2 separate regions of the Bombyx mori genome follow, and region 1 is linked to region 2. The links are chromatin contacts, called in public Hi-C maps. All regions are on one chromosome and are shown on one strand. The core of a region is the stretch at or near the end of the contact, and the rest is flanking DNA. Distances in the headings are between cores, read along the strand shown. Region 1 holds the start of LOC101744693 (IQ motif and SEC7 domain-containing protein 1). Region 2 overlaps LOC101744693 (IQ motif and SEC7 domain-containing protein 1).

Region 1 (5,330 bases), core at 2,377-4,876, 220 kb after region 2:
TACAATGGTAATCCTTCATCGTAGAAGTCGTTCTTGAGAATGTACTATGTACTTATTAATATTACATTGTGCACCAAGGGAGAAAAGTTGGACTTTCTTCCCTGTACAGCGGGAGGAAAAGTTAGACTTTCTTCACTGTACAGTGGGAGGAAAACCGAACATTCAGCGTAGGTAGGAGAAAAAAATAAGTATCAGATTCACACGACCTATTGAGGTTCGCGGGGTTCCGCTGCATGCAAAAGCAGCTCAGGGCCGATCGTTGTAGCAAGGCTTGGGGGAGACCTATATCCAGCAGTGAACGTCTGTGGGCTGAAAGACAGATAGAAATATCAGATTCCAGTTTAGCAGTCACATCGGATGCAATTTGTTAATCAATGCACATTAATACAATTACCATTATAATAAAAAGATTCATAACAATAGGACGTGATATCGTGATTGACTCTCTGTGTCCTTGAACGCGTTCAAGTTCTTATCAGATTAGATTGTTTGCATTGGATATTGTATGAGTGGCAGTTTGATAATAAATTACGGATATTCTGCATCTCAACGATGTAAGAGCGATATATTATTATTTAGTTTTATTGCTTTAGAAGTTTAGATGAATCCTGTTCACTTAGTCTTATGTGGATCTCTGAAGACTTTGTCAACAGCAAAAATAATTTCCGATTGTAACTACTTATACACTTTCCTCCTCCTCATTCCCGATCCTGTGGACCGAATGGTAAACAGTCGACGTCGCCCAAAACATGTCATTTTGGATCCTCCACTAACGGTGCTTTTAGGTACCCCAAGCACTGGTCATCGTTCTCGTCGAAGCCGAAAAAAAAACATATTTTCTCTACTTATTAAATCGGATACATTTTAAATAGGATTCGACCAATCAGTAAAGTGCGGATTCAATAAATAGAATTGATGCATCGTAATAATTCTTTCTTTTTGGACTTATCACTATTTGCCTGTGAGCTCAGGTATGTGATCCGTTCGTAGAAATGATAAACGATTAAGTTGACTAATAACAGTTATAGAGTTTAGATACTGTAGTCCCGTAAACGTCTACTGTTCACGTATAGACGATTACGGAATCTTCAACAATGTTAGACAGCTGACTACAGCTACTCTTAAAGACTACCCTGTGGGCACATCTGTAACGGACAGTGGAGATTGAATAAACGTTGATATACACGAGCGCAGTGATTTAAGGAAACACTCCACAATCGTAAGACAGTGATATAATGACTTGTATAAAGTTTCATTGGTTCAATCGAATCGCGATTAGATGTGTTGTAAGCTATAGTCTTACGGTCTAGTCAAAAACATTGAGAAATTACATGTCGGTTGGTTTTTTTTTCTAGAGGCTATATCAGCGTCGCCTTAACTAGTAGTTGAGCTTACGGGGCTCAAACATGATGACGTTGCTAACACGAACCCTAGCAAGAGCCGTGCTTCGCAGAATCTACCACCGGATCGGAAACGCGACCCACTGAGAAGAACCGGCGAGAAACTCAGTGTGCTGTGTCCGAGGGTTAATTTACTCGTCGAGCCCTTCGTCGCAAGCGACGGGTTCGACGAGAACGATGACCGGCACATCTAGGTTGGACTTGCACGGTGGTTATTCCGGAGACGTCTGATTGATTCGCGATATTAACAAACAAACAAACTGTTACTAAGCGCGAGTGTTCTCAAGCCACGTTACAACCAGTTTCATTTTGCCAACTGGTTACTAAAACCAATTACTGTCGGTGTAACATATCAAATTTATAACTGAAATGAAAAGTCAATGGTGACCTCACAAATCAGATGGCTATTGTCTTCGGCGTGGGCGTGAGCATCCGACTTCGTAAGTTCTTGACGACGAGCCATCATTAATCATTGCCAGTAGCCACTGACAATAGATATTGGGTCAAACTATGGGAAAATCAATTTACACTAAGCCTTCAAAGCTTAGACAACAGAATGACAAGTCATTAGGTAACAATCGAATATCATTTACCTTCCAAAACATATATGTTCAAAGCATCACATAATGGGAAGTGGAAATGGAAAGTTAAGAGATTTTATTAGTGATTTTAATTACATCTCACCATCTGAGGTATTAGATATGAAGTACATAATATATTTTTCTTAATGAACCGAAACAAAAGCAATTATTAGCAGCTTAATTCATGTATTTAATCATCAACATCTAGTAATATATAAAAATTGAAATGTTTTATTTATTTGTTTAATTAGTTGCACCAACAAAGTTACTCACCAATTCAGGGCATCGATAAAATGATAAGAAGGTATGCTATAAATGTCACCTTAATTATAGGCACAAACGACAGGGCTATAGATGAGAAGATATTGAAATTAGAAACAAGAATAATTGCATAATAATACAATTTAAAAAATTCAAACTACTCTCATTATTTTGCAGTGCTTACCATGATCAGAGTGAAACTAATCTTAAATTCAAGCTAAGTATAATCATGAAATAAAATTTTTGATCAATAAAAAGTTCCTACAGAAAATGATATTGTCATGTAACATATTGAATTAAATTCATGTAACAGTTTGAAACATTTATCCATTAGAGCTTCATATAATTTTGATATATTTTTACCTAAGGCTAATTATGACTTGCTATTCGAAAATTAAGGATAAATGAAAATTTAGGATAAATGAATAAAAATAAATTAAATTGCCTGGATTCATGATTTTAAGGATGATTGTACAATAAATGTTATTTACTGGAAATCTCAGTTGTTTTAAAATTATTTTTATACTAAGTAATATAGATTTAAATTTTATTTTGTATAGCACTCCAACATATTAATTGATGGTTTATAAATAAAAAAAATCTTAATAAGAAATGATTAGCGGTCACTAGCTTTGCAGTCTTTCAAAAGTACATCACTTGGTCTTTAGACATAAGTATCTTTTTTATTAATTATCAATGAAAATTATGTATACGCATGTACTAACCCAATGAAATACTTCCCCATTTGGACCCAACAACAGCTAACTAAAAATATCGCAAAAGACGTCGATCTCAAAACTAAATATTTAAACTAATTAGGAAATACAACACAAAGTACAAAGCGCACAATTTTATTCATGTAAAGCTGTAAATACCAAGATTTGGGCTAGATAAGGTATTCTAACGGAAATAGAATTTAATTCAACGGACTTAAACACTTGGTTCAACTTTTGAAACTTGTTTTATAGTCTTAGCGGTTTTTAATAGTGACAGTAGATTTTTATAAATTTTGTTTATGAATATCAGTAGTCATAACAATACAGTAATGTAGACAAAAGGGGGTAAATATCGATCATACTCACCATAACACGATTCGCCGGTAACTCGAAGATCGTAACGCTTAACGCGTTTTGAGTCACAATTTACCACACAAACGTTCACTAAAACTCACATCACACACTTCACTTATATTTACAACTGCAAAATCGTATTCTCTGAACAAATTTCAGTCACTAAACGTGAAGAATTACACTTTCACAACATTCACCGAACGAATCTCGATATCCGACTGTCACAACACAATTTCAAACGCGAGCGACAACAGACTGACTAAAGGCGAAATTCATTCACCCTACCGCAAACGCGACTACTCTGCTATTGACTCCGTTACTTTTACTATAATGCGGCAAAATTGAAATGACGTTGAAGGCCTCCAAATGTTTCTTAGCCCGAGAACCTCTTATTAAAGAGAGTTGTGTGCAACGCCATCTGCTTACTATTTCAAAACAAATAAAGCGATTGTACTGCCATCTTTTGAAAAGTTGTTATTACGTTTGTAGCTGTCGGAGCTGTCGACATCTTTCATGTTACATTATAAAATATAATTAGTTAAGAGGTGCTTTCAGAGATGGCGCTTTAAGCAAGTCACTGCGTTCCAACAAAATTAAATCTGATCTAATTTTACGATAATTATTATCGTTTCAGCTCCGAGAATTTTTTTTGGTATGAAGGCATTACTATTAACCCGTAGGCTATTCCAACTTTTCTTTAAACTTTAATAATACTTTTCAATCTTTTCACTTTTTTTTTACCTATTTCATTATCTCTTTTGTTTTTTTTATTGACATTTAAAAATTAAAAAATAGTGGATGCTAATAATGTTTGTCAACTAAACAAAAAGAGAGAATCGGTTGATAAACAGATGAGAAAATAGTACTCGCTTATACGTATTTACATTTGATCGATAAAATTATTATCTTTTTTTTATTGCTTAGATGGGTGAACGTGTTGACAGCCCACCTGGTGTTAAGTGGTTACTGGAGCCCATAGATATCTACTACGTAAATGCGCTACCCACCTTTAGATATAAGTTCTAAAGTCTCAGTATAGATACAACGGCTGCCCCATCCTTCAAACCGAAACGCATTACTGCTTCACGGCAGAAATAGACAGGTGGTGGTACCTACCCGTGTGGACCCATAAGAGGTCCTACCACCAGTAATGAGTGCCCTGTGACAGATTTTTCTTCAAACGAAGCTAGGCATGGACCCATAATACTGCTGACGTCCATGAATAATAGTGAGCGCTCATTACCAGGTGGATCGTATGCTGGCCAAAGATGATAAATGATGAAAGACAAAGGACAAAAGCGCCTTTTCATGTTCACGATTTTGTGACTTATTGTAATATATTGTTCTGATATCCATTGTTGTTTTTTGAAACCTTTAAATGTAACCAACTATGTAATTGACAATAAAATATTGTTAAATGTTTCAATCCGTATTGCACAATCAAAACATATTATGATCTTTGTTACGCCGGTATATTATATCCTATTTGTTACGGTTTAACTATTAATCTTTTTTTATTGCCCTTGTAGGCAGACGAGCATACGGCCCACCTGATGGTGAGTGGTTACCGTCGCCCATGGACTTCAGCAGTGCCAGGGGCAGAGCCAAGCCGCTGCTTACCGCTTAATACTCTCCACAAGCCTCGTTTGAAGAAGGACATGTCATAACGCTCGGGAAACACCGTGGAGGGGAGCTCATTCCATAGCCGGATGGTGCGTGGCAAAAAAGACCTCTGGAAACACACTATGGATGACCGCAGTGGCTCCAGGTAGTATGGATGAACTCTACTCCGGTGGCGGGCGGTGCGATGGTAAAAACGAGATGCCGGTATCATCTCGAACAATTCCTCAGAGCACTCCCCGTGGAACATACGGTACAAAATACAGAGGGAACCGAAGTCCCTTCGCAGACCCAGAGGTTCCAAACGATCCGTGAGAATGGGATTTATCTTTGTCCTCGTTTAATTGCAATTTGAGTGCATTCATTCTATTTCGACCTTAAACTCTAGACGTTTTTCA
Region 2 (5,895 bases), core at 2,824-5,323:
TTTTAAACAATAATATTAACATTAAACATATTCTGAACATTTTCACATCAAAACAGTGTCTGCTAATTATTAAATATGGTAGAATAACAGTTTTGTTGCTAATAATAAATAAATATTAACATATAATAAACTAAACTATATATTATTATTTTAATTATTGCCAACAGTGGCGTTTGCGCCCATATGTACATTCATAGATAGTGTAATGTTATACCGATTTTTCCACTCTTTAAGCCAACTACTTTTTTATTTTCTTAATGAGTGACATGCGCACGGAGGAGTTTCGAGTTCTTTGGACATATCGCCAGAAAGAGAGGTGACAATCTGGAGAAACTGCTGGTGTCAGGCAAGGTATGCGGGAGAAGGCACAGAGGCAGAAATCCAATGCGCTGGTCGGACCAAATACGCTCCACTCTCAATACCTCAGTCCACGTTGCTATCCACACAACCGAGGACAGGCAGGAATGGCGCAAGATGATGCAGGAGAAAGTGATTAGAAGAGGCCACGACCCTCAGCACTGAGGATTATCGACGCAAGGAGGAGAATGAGTGACAAGCTCTCAGCCCGCCTGGTGCTAAGTATTGTATAGCGTGGTGTAAATATACAGGATAGTGGTGCCTACCCACCCGTGCGGGCTTATAAAACATAACGCATACTTCGGTAAATACCACAGTCGAATTTTACGATAAACACGAAATGAGATTTGTGCGCCTGTACAACAAAATCCCACAAGATGTTCAGAACCTACATATACATAGGTTTAAGAAAACTATTAAAGAACATCTGTGCAATAAAGCTTACTATAAAGTCAATGATTATCTAGAAGATTGCACAAAGTGGGAATGAGTTGCTCGCTCCGGGCATTTCAATATTGTAATAATTGTTATGTTATTATACTCATGTAAAAATGAATATTTAAAAAAATCTAATATTAAAATAATAATCTAATATTTAAAAAAAAAAAAAACATGCCCGCTGAGTTTCTTGCCAATTCTTCTCAGGACGGAGGCTAGTTCTTGTGAATTGGCGGTAGTTCTTTTGACGTTCAACAAGTATGTACTTTCATTTATGTTGAATAACATTTTTTTGATTTGATTTGATTTGAGATGGATCAGTGCTGTCTTGGACAACACAATCAAATCACAAATCAAATCTGAAATTAATATAGCAAATGGCGTAGTTTTCAATTATAGCAGCGACTTTAATAAATTTTTTCTTCATCGTCCACATCGTCCACGAAACATATTCGTTCAAGTACGTCTTTGTCAAAACAATCGTCACACTTCCCGAGTTAGGATCCCGGCGTAGGGACGTAACTCAAGATATTTTAAACTGTCTGACCGTATTTGCTGATAAAAGGCTTGAGTTAAATAAAACTGCAATTAAATGGATAAAAACAATTGAAAACTTTATAATTACTTTAGAGTTATGCTGCTCGTTCTTTTGGGCACTTCCGGAGGCATCCTCCTGGCGTTCGCAGCTTGTATCGCAGCCAGTTGCTGCTGCTGTCGGGGGGTGGGAGACGACAGGGGTTTGCCACCCGACGAGAGTAGATTTCCATAGATCGGACCTGAAATAGACGTTGCTTGTCGGGTTATGGCGTACTTGTAGTTTTTAGTATATACTGTTACGCCGGTAAGAGTAACGCCATCTATCGCCGAATAGTCGAACGAATATCGAAGGATCTAGTAACACCTAGAACGCTCGAGAAGTTCCACAGATGTGTGGAATATTCTCGATAACTCTAGGGATGAGGTATCGGCTATAAAAGAATTGTAGAGATGGCACGCAGTCAGCCAGTAATCGGAACTACTCGAAGCGAAACAGCGAACGTATTACCTGAAGCGAAGCGGAAGAAGCGAATTGAGAATTTTAAAGTGTTTGTGAATTGTTTTAAGTGTTTTTCAAGTGTTGAATACAGTTTATAGTTGTAATTTGGTGGAATTTTATTTATCCCGACCCCAGCGCCTAACAATACATATACGTCCGATGGACCATTAACATATAATAACATATTCGTGTGATGCGTTTGGCGATAGTTACCGTCGCCGTTTCTAGGAAGAACTTGCGTAAAATTTACCTAGTGAAGATTTAATTTAGTTTCAGCTAGATTCAAGATGATAGCTCATGAATGTGCTTCTAAAGATTTGATATCCTAATGTTAAGTGGATAAGGAAGCTTGTAGGCGTGAAGTAAAAGTATCTATTGTATTGTATAAAAACTGCCCAACCCTTCAAACTATTTCGGTAATATTATCGGTAGGCTGTGTTGTGAGTCCGGTAGGTAGATACATACCACCCTGCCTATTTCTGCCGTGAAGCATTAATGCGTTCCGGTTTGAAAGGTGGGGCAGACGTTGTACTGGAAAACTGGGACTTGGAAGTAATGTCTCAAGCCGGGTGGCGGCATTTACGTTGTTAATGACTATGAGTTCCGGTAACCACTTAAAATCGGGTGGGCTTTGACCTAGTTCCCCCATATAAGCAATGTTTTTATTATTGAACGGCCGTCTGGTGTAGCGGTAAGTGACATAGTCACTACACAGGGGGTCGCGGGTTCGAATCCCGCCAAGGGAAGATATTTGTATGATAAATATAAATGTCTTTTCCAGGGTTATGTATATATATTAAATATGTGTATGTGTATAATAAAAATCTTACATTTATTTCCGTTATCTGGTACCTGTAACACAAGTTCTTTACGAACTTATCACGGGACCAGTTAACGTGGCGTGACTGTTAGTAAATATTTATTTATTTTATTTTATTTATTATTTATTGAAACATTTTATTTGTAACCTATTATTCCGCCCATATAAGCAATATATTTTTAAATTATTTATTCCAACATACCAGTATTCATCATCTGGTGATTGTGTAGAGATTCATTGTGCGATGATGAAGTCGATATATTGGTCACGGAGCCGCTAACTGAACAACTGCAAACCTGAAATTCACGAAATACACGTGATTACATATTAATTTAAAACACCGACTAAGTAAATTGTCTTGCTGATTAAATAATACTGAAAATATTATTTACATTACGTTTGAGTCAGGATTGTTTGGTTTGAGAATAATTAAAAGTCGATTTTTGTGTTCTCACTTAGGATATAGAATAAATTAATTCAACTCGTAAAAATACAGTGATGAGGTTTTTTTTAATTGATTTGTTAGCCAGGTACTAAATCGCAACAAAGCTTAGTGACGGAAAGCTTAAATCCCAAATATTTTTTTTATATAACAGGATTAGGTGACACACTAGTTAGCACCCCTGACTGCTTTGCCAATAGACGTTGGTTCGATTCCCAGTTCGGATATTTGTGTGACGGACAAGTTTGTTTGCGCTTTGTCTGAGAGTTTAATGTATACGTTCCCTAGATTATTTGTTTATTAATATGTTATTTACTTTAACATTCTTTGTTTTAATGTGATAATGACATTTCACAGAAATTTAATTCAGAAAATTTTTTCGCAACTCGACGCGATGGCACGCGATCACTATCATTTCTCTGTTCGTATGAAATCCATACATCGTGAGTAACAAGTGCTCACGGATGCTCACGGCTGGAATTTAACAGCCGATCTCAGCACTCAATAAAATACAGCCGGTATTATACGAATGCCATCGACCTCCTTGCGGAAGCCGTATACTATTTTTATCTAAATAGGAAAGCTGACGGCTGATATTGGTGTTCCCTGTGACAATCCCGGAAGCTACCCTTCCGTCGTGATTATACCAAAGAAAAAAAGACCTACATTATATTTACGTAAATCATATTTTCCGGTATTGAAACTCCACAGTCTTGTCATTTTCACTATCCGAAATACATCTTTGCTCTTCTTTGCCGATTTCATTAGCACTTTCGACTTTTTACGATTCACTTCGTAACACATTTTTTTTTGTTTCTTATTTTTCTAGAAATATCTAAGTGAGCACTAGGTTTAATGTCGCGTCGTATTCAATAGTTGATATACCGTATTTAATTACACGGTTTCTATAAGACGGTGCGCAGGCGACCACACGACGCGGCGCACGTCACCAACTGATAGAATATTGTTTGGGCTATCATGTCATTGTGTTTATTTAACTAATAATACACACACGCTTTGTGTAACAGCCGAACAAGGTTATTATATTCGCTAAGATGTAGTGCGTTGACATTTTTATCGCATAGTTTTTATGTAGGAAGTGTCGCGATCGCTATACCTACTCGTGTTACGATGCTTTAGTTATAGAAATTTTCCGTTATTTTTAATTGCACAGTGATTAAATTAGATTAAATTAGATACCGGAATCACTAGGAAAAGTAAGAACACAGTTAGTAAAAATATATATATGGTAAATATAGTAAATGCACAACAGAATTAGCTGAGTCATATTTTTTTTTGTACTCCGTGTGTGTACCCAAATCAACAGAATCAGGGAAATATAAATATTTATACAGTAATTTGAAGGCTTTTCACAGAAAATAATAGTTATTCAGTACTTCTAATTAGAATAAACAAAGCATTTAGAAATTAATCTGGGTATTTTTTTTCCTATCTAAGCTGATAGCCTTGAGAGGCTATTTCAGCGTAACCTTAGCTAGTAGGTGAGCTCACGGGGCTCAAACCGGAGTGATGCTAACACTCACCCTAGCAAGAGCAGTGCTTCGCAGAATCTACCACCGGATCGGAAACGCGACCTACTGAGAAGATCCGGCGAGAAACTCTGTGGGCTGTGTCTGTGGGTTAATTCGCTCGTTGAGCCCTACGTCAAAAGCGACGGGTTCGACGAGGACATTTACCGGTGCTTGTGGTACCTAAAAGCACCGTTAATGGATCGGGAGAATCCGTAATCACGTGTTTTGGGCAATAGGTCCTAGTACAAAGGCATATATTCGCACAACTACGAATACATCAGACCTTTTTAATTTGGAAAACGAAGGTTTCTTACATGTATTGACTCATTAAGAAGTTATGTACCAAAATTAGGTAAAAGTTAAGTAATGATTTGTTTAATATCCGTCATACCCCGCTGTCTGCGTCAGCCGGATGAAGCACCCCGGGCGGTAGATCGGTGGCGATCATGTGGATCTGGTGAGCCGACTGCTGAACTCTAGCAACCATGGCTTCTACGTCGTGCGTGTCGCATTGCAAGTGGTTGCTGCGAAAAAAAAACAATACCACCACTTAATTTTTTGATTCAAAGTTAAAATCTTATACCTTTGTATAAATTGTGTGAGTCCGCACGGGTAGGTATCACCACCCCGCCTAATTCTGCCGTGAAGCAGTAATGCGTTTCGATTTGAAGGGTGGGGCAGCCGTTGTAACTATACTGAGACCTTAGAACTTATATCTCAAGGTGGGTGGCGCATTTACGTTGTAGATGTCTATGGGCTCCAGTAACCACTTAACACCAGGTGGGCTGTGAGCTCGTCCAACCATGTAGACAATAAAAAAAAAAGTCCTGTATCAGCATTTTTATGCGGCTATAAATTCTAGAGATTTATCTGATTATTTCACCTTTTCAATACAAATTTGTAGTATGCAGTTAATTTCAGTCAAGTTCAGCTTACAGAATTTTTGTAAATGCTTACTCCTTAGTACATACAAACAATTATTAAATTATAATTCACAATATTCGAGTCGAAGAAGCGACCTAAATTCAATATACTTTTCCCTTTTATTTCTGTACTATAATTTGATACTTTACGGCAAAAGTAATTAGATAAAAAACCTCTTTTCTTTAAGAAGGATTTAATTTGTATTCGATAAGGACATGTCCTTGAAACCCGATTGCCGATGTCCTTAGCTAGGCGGTGATTCCTCTGACCTTCCTCTGTTTATTTTCCTTATATTATTTCCGACATTTCGTATACTTTTTTAGTGGTCACGGACGAACAAGATGTT

The links. A called contact is a pair of places that touch in the nucleus more often than the background predicts.
Region 1: a Hi-C map of midgut shows a contact between it and region 2, with 2.6 times the contacts expected there. The contact joins the promoter of LOC101744693 here to the enhancer-like site in region 2. A contact is called at or near these places in 3 of 7 Hi-C or Micro-C datasets (middle silk gland, midgut and posterior silk gland).

What each region holds. Positions count from the first base shown.
Region 1 is chr27:6,409,029-6,414,358 of ASM3026992v2, forward strand. LOC101744693 (IQ motif and SEC7 domain-containing protein 1) reads right to left here and starts at 3,627. Exons shown (of 23, transcript XM_021346151.3): 1 at 3,325-3,627.
Region 2 is chr27:6,185,153-6,191,047 of ASM3026992v2, forward strand. LOC101744693 (IQ motif and SEC7 domain-containing protein 1) reads right to left here. Exons shown (of 23, transcript XM_021346151.3): 9 at 5,017-5,149; 10 at 2,854-2,947; 11 at 1,421-1,571. Among protein-coding and RNA genes, the nearest start is that of Mir3410, 17 kb to the left of the region's middle. Within about 2 kb of position 4,074, at least 4 of the 8 cell types and tissues checked have open chromatin away from gene starts, as enhancers often do.